2 separate regions of the Mus musculus genome follow, and region 1 is linked to region 2. The links are chromatin contacts, called in public Hi-C maps. All regions are on one chromosome and are shown on one strand. Each heading gives the region's core, a stretch centred on a gene start, on an enhancer-like site or on the middle of the called end of the contact. The rest is flanking DNA. Distances are from core to core; before and after follow the strand shown. Region 1 overlaps Dpp6 (dipeptidylpeptidase 6). Region 2 overlaps Dpp6 (dipeptidylpeptidase 6).

Region 1 (2,732 bases), core at 200-2,699, 600 kb after region 2:
ACTCTTTAACAGATTATTTAAACCATAGTAACAAGAAGTTTTGTGTTATAATGTGTTTCCATTTGGAATGGTAATGTCTGCTGTTTTAAGAGTTGCCACAGAGACCCACTCAGGGTGGGTGCTGTACCTCACCCGGTCTCGGACACATGTGAAGGCACCCATGGAATGATGAAATCACAAGTGCCCTATTCCTTTCTTCTTTTCTTTCTTTTTTCCCTTCCTCCCCCCCCCCTTACCTTCATCGCCTCTTTTTCCCTTATCATTCCTTCTCCTCCCTTCTCCTTGATTCTCTTACCCAAAGCCTTTCCTGGGCAGGGGTAGAGCATGCATCCTCACAGAACAGTCCAGCATGGAATGACTAAGCCCAGCCCAGTGATATGGGTAGTCCTCTACCTCTGGGCCCACCCATGGTGAGAGATAGGCCAGGGTGTAATGTCATGGTACCCATAGGAATGAATGCAACATGGAATATGGAGGCAAACATGGTGGGAGAGCTTAGGGGGCAGGAGTTATAGAAAATATTGTTCATTGCAGGGACACATAGAAATACTGCACCTGTGTCACTCCTATCCCTTCTTACCTCTTTCTGAAACAAAGTTCCACTATGTAGACCAGGATGGCCTCAAACTCACCATGTAGACTAGGCTGGCTTCAAACTCACAGAGTTTGAGATCCACCTGCCTCTGCCTCTGAAGTGTTAGGATTAACATACACACACACACACACACACACACATATGATAGCTGAAAGTGTTTTCACTCAGGGGGTGGATTTGATGAGTTAGATGTCAGTGATAATGAGAGCCAAGTTCCTTGTTATTGGGCATGGAGGTTGAACACATGAGAACATAGAAGAAAGCCCCAGAGAAATCCTGGTGGTGCTGAGCTGGAATTTCAAGTGGCCACATGAGATCTGGTCTCTGCAGTGAGCCTTGACTCTGCGGGTCTTGCAGGGACTGTGGTGATTGCTCTGGTGTGCCCCCTCCCATGTACATCACCTTTCCCCTAAGCCAGTCATGACCTCCCCTCCCGTGTACATCACCTTTCCCCTAAGCCAGCCGTAACCTCCCCTCCTGTTTACATCAGCTTGTTGCTGAGAATCTTCTGTGTGTGGACCCAGATCTATGATGAGAGAGGATACCACCACCACCAAAGGGTTTAAAGGGGTGGGAGAGGACACTTAAAACCAACTGGCATTCCATTCTGTGGGTGCTGGAACATCCCTGTGGGGACTGACAGCAAGGCACTCCCCCACTGTGTCACAGGAAATCTGTTGGAGCCAAGATATTCTGGGTGCATAGCCCCTGGCGGGTGCTGACACACTTAGGGATGTATGGGGTGACTGGGAGAGCATCCACAGGAGGCCAGTGCTCACCTCCTCCCACCACAGCAGCCAACCCTACCCCCACCTTTCACAGATGAGTCAGTCCCACAGTACCCAGCAGTGGCTGAGAGCCAGGTCTTCCTTGCACTTGTCAGAGGACCACAGCTGCTTAGTTTGCTCTCTGTGCACAGTGAAGCTGAACCTTTGCAGAAATCCCATAGATCTCCATGCCGAAGCCCTGGGTACGGCCTGTACACAAGAGGGCGCTGCAGCCCTGCACATTGCTCTACACAAGAACCCCTGCTGGGCTGTACATGGTTTCCTAGTTCTTAGTGTCAGGGTTTCCCCATGCATGAACATCACCACCTGGTTGGAATGCGTCTGACTCACTAGGGGACACAGAACTGAACCCTGGTCTTGAGAAGTCCTTCTGTGGTATTGAGTGTGAGGCAGACACCAGGCTCAATGTTAAACACAAGAAGATGAAACACAGGGAGGACCACCCTCAGGGAGTCCAGAATCTAGGAGAAGAAAAATTGGAAGAACCTTTAAAGAAGGTTAGCTGGTTACCAGCATATCCCTAGTGCCTCAGCTCAGGCCTGGTCCTCTCTACCTTCTGGTAGGGCTTAGAGAACCTGTGAACAGTTCAGAAGTATGAAGGGCATAGGAGAAGGTACAGTGTGGCACCAAAACAAACAAAAAGGGAAGCACTTGTTTAACTGTCAGCTTGACATAAAGTAGAATCACATTAGGAAAGAGTCTCGGGGGGATTTTCTAGCCTGGCCTGGCCTGTGGGCATGTCTGTGAAGGTTTCCTTAACTGGGCTAATTATGTAGGAAGATTATCCTTAATGTGGGCAGCACCATTTCACGGGCTGGGCCTTGGATTGAATGAGGAGAAAGTATGAGCTGGGCACAAACACGCATGCGTTTATTCTCCCTGCCCTCAACTGGGCATGTGACCAGCTGTTTTAAGTTCCTCCTGCAATGAGGGTCAGTAACCTGGATAGACCCCTTCTTCCTTCTTCCTTTTTCCTTCTTCCTTCTTCCTTCCTTCCTTCCTTCCTTCCTTCCTTTCTCCTTCCTTCCTTCCTTCCTTTCTCCTTCCTTCCTTCCTTCCTTCCTTCTTCCTTCTTCCTTCTTCCTTCCTTCCTTCTTTCCTTCCTTCCTTCCTTCCTTTCTCCTTCCTTCCTTCCTTCCTTCCTTCCTTCTTTTTCTTCCTTTCTTTCTTCCTCTCTTCCTTACTTCTTCCTACCTTTCTTTCTTTCTTCTTTCTACCTTTCTTTTTAAATGTATGAGTGCTCTGTCTTCATGCACACTTGCATGCCAGAAGAGGGCATTAGATGCCTTTATAGGTGGTTCTGAGCCACCATGTGGTTTCTGGGAATTGAACTCAGGACCTCTGGAAAA
Region 2 (2,769 bases), core at 194-2,693:
CCGCACAATGGCATCTGATTGCATCTTCTGATGTTCATGAACACACACACACACACACACACACACACACACACACACACACACACAAAGTAATAAATAAAATAAATCTTTTAAAAAGGTGGGCATTCCCCCCTTGAGCCCTTAGTTAAAACAGTATACAAAACTTCCCAGCACATGGTTTTTGTTGCATCTTTTTGTTAATTGAAGGCATGGGAGATTGCAGACTACATTCACATAATTTCTATCAGGTAAGTTATCCATGGGGAGGCTTAACATGGATGAATGAATCATGTTTTAAAAGGGAAGTATATTATTAAGTCACTCATTCATTGAGCCCTCCTTTCTGTGTTATGGAACTTGGGATGCCCAAGTGTCACATGCACACACACTTGTATTGCCTGACAAGAACCAGAGTATAGGACAAGACTCACATATGTATGTCATTGTATTAGATGGCTTTACCCTGGAAGGCTGAACAAACATCTCACACAGGGCTTACCTCAGCTTTCAGTGATAAACAGGGCACTTGTATTGGTTGCATCATTTTAAAGATGGGGACGCTGGGAGTGAAAGCTAAGGAAGTGCCCTGCCACTGATTTGATTTGCCTGCCTACTGGCTGCACTTCTGACCCTTCTATCTGAGAAAGGAAAAAGAGAGACCAAAGGTCTCTTGGCCTTCTGTCTGCTGACCACTGCGACCCCTGGCCTTTCTTTGTCCCCCAATGATTTTATTTTATTTACATGTGGATGCACGCAGAAGCCAGAAGAGGGTATTTGATCCCAGGAGCTGGAGTTACAGGTGGTTTGAACCATCTATTGTGGATGCTGGACACTAAACTCAGGTCCTCTGAAAGAGCATCGAGTGCTCCTAATTTCTGAGTCCTTTAGCCCTGTGGAGTTTTCCTTCGTTCTCCAGCTGTAGCTGTTCAGTCTTTACCAACTGAGATCTGCCCAGATTCACTTTATGGAAATGTGCGAACCTAGAATAAGTTGCAAGGAATTACACGATGAGCCCATGGCACCCACTGCCTGCTGGGTGGTGAGCAAGATGGGCAGGCCATTCCCACCATCATCTAATTTCCTCCCTGTGGAAACGTTCTTCTGTGCTTCCTTGGATCTGGTGGTACACCTGTGTTATACTGAGCATGCTCATAAGCTCAGCTCTCGCATCTCTTCAAGCAAGTAGCAAGGAAGAGGGTCCTCCCTTGTCAATCAAAACCAGATTACTAGGAAACAGGGAAGGTTTCTTCCCTTTTCTCCAACTCAACTTTTTCTGAGCATGGGAAGAGTCAAGTTGACAAAATTAGTCTAAAATCCCAATCATTAAAAACAGCATTCTTAAACAAACAAAGCATTATGCACCCCCTTGACAGCTTCCATTTGTCTGCCTGATCTGGCTGGCGTGGGAAGAGCAGGAGTGTGTGATTTGTGAGTCTTGCCAGCAGAGGGCAGAGTTTACTGCTGAGACCCTGGTTTTTAGGGTTGTGCAGAATCGCAGCAAGACTGGGACAAGCAGAAGCTCGTCGAAAAACAACTCCTGTGTCAGCGGAGATGTTCATCACACTGGGGAGAAGCTGCAGCAGCCCCCCTTTACACAGCAAGGCATCCCTGTCTGGCCCTATCTGATTCTGTCCATAACCTCCGGGGTCTCTATGGAACTCTTCTGCAGCTGCTCAATGGTATCTGATTACATCACCACAAACAGACTTTGTGCAGAGGCCTGTGATCCTGCCCACGTTCATAGCATGCCCTGAGCCGTGTTGCTCCCATAGGGGACCCTCACAAGTGACACCCAGCACTCTTTTCCTGAATGGTGAAAGGGCTCTGGGCATCTCCCAGCCTTAGGACATCCATGCATGGCTGAATTGGGTTGTTACTTTGGAGTTACTCTAGCAGTAGGGTTTGCAGTGGTCTTCAAGCGGATGATTCTCCCCCAGCATGAGGGATCTTCATCTACAAGTGTAGGATTTGTCTTTGGGTATGGGTAAGGTTTTCTAAACACTGGTGAGTCCGCTGTGAATCTAATAGTAGGAGCCTGTGCTATATACAGCACAGGTGCAAGCGTCCTGAGGTGCTTGTCTGAGCACCACAAGGCAAGGAGCTGCAGTGCCTGGCCTTCATATTCATGGTCTGATCAGAGTCCCCTGTAGCTATCCTGATCTGCAACAGCTGAAATGGGGCTGCCTGCTTGCACAGGGCAACCACGGGGTCAAGTACAGTGGTGTTTTGCATGATTTTTACTGTGTGGGGTGTGCACTGTTGCATGTTTTAATTATGTAGCTAGGGTAAGGCTAGAAATGTAACAGACCAAGACTGAGCAAGGCAATGGAGAACAAATGGCTTCTGCCAATAGGGCATCAATCACAAGGTGAGGCCCTGGTAACTTTTTACATTATTGTTTTAATTTTTATTTCATATGCATGAATGTTTTGCCTGCATGTCTGATACCCGTGAAAGCCAGAAGAGGGCATCAGATCCCCTGGAACTGGAGTTACAAACTATTGTGAGCTTCCTTCCATGTGAGTGTGGAACTTGAACCTGGGTTCTTGAGAAAAGCATCCAGTGTTCTTGACTGCTGAGCCATCTCTCCAGTCCTGTGGCCTTGGTAATTGTGATCTGTACTCTGCACTGGGTGAAGAAAGAGTACTCAGCCTAATGAATGGACAGACAGACATACAGCTTACATAGCTCCTACTACAGTATGATTTTAACGATTTCCAAGTATAGACTCCTGTAGCTGTCATTCCTGTCTGTGAGGTGATATTTATA

The links. A called contact is a pair of places that touch in the nucleus more often than the background predicts.
Region 1: a Hi-C map of cortical neurons shows a contact between it and region 2, with 2.7 times the contacts expected there. The contact joins two enhancer-like sites. A contact is called at or near these places in 1 of 484 Hi-C or Micro-C datasets (cortical neurons) and 1 of 115 datasets of contacts at active chromatin or transcription factors (SST interneurons).

The regions. Positions count from the first base shown.
Region 1 is chr5:27,675,957-27,678,688 of GRCm38.p6, forward strand. The region is part of intron 16 of Dpp6 (dipeptidylpeptidase 6); the gene reads left to right. Among named protein-coding and RNA genes, the nearest start is that of Paxip1, 110 kb to the right of the region's middle. Within about 2 kb of position 1,450, at least 25 of the 459 cell types and tissues checked have an H3K27ac peak or open chromatin away from gene starts, as enhancers often do. A contact at or near this core is called in SST interneurons and cortical neurons, where this site is marked.
Region 2 is chr5:27,073,763-27,076,531 of GRCm38.p6, forward strand. The region is part of intron 1 of Dpp6 (dipeptidylpeptidase 6); the gene reads left to right. Among named protein-coding and RNA genes, the nearest start is that of Dpp6, 26 kb to the left of the region's middle. Within about 2 kb of position 1,444, at least 14 of the 459 cell types and tissues checked have an H3K27ac peak or open chromatin away from gene starts, as enhancers often do. A contact at or near this core is called in SST interneurons and cortical neurons, where this site is marked.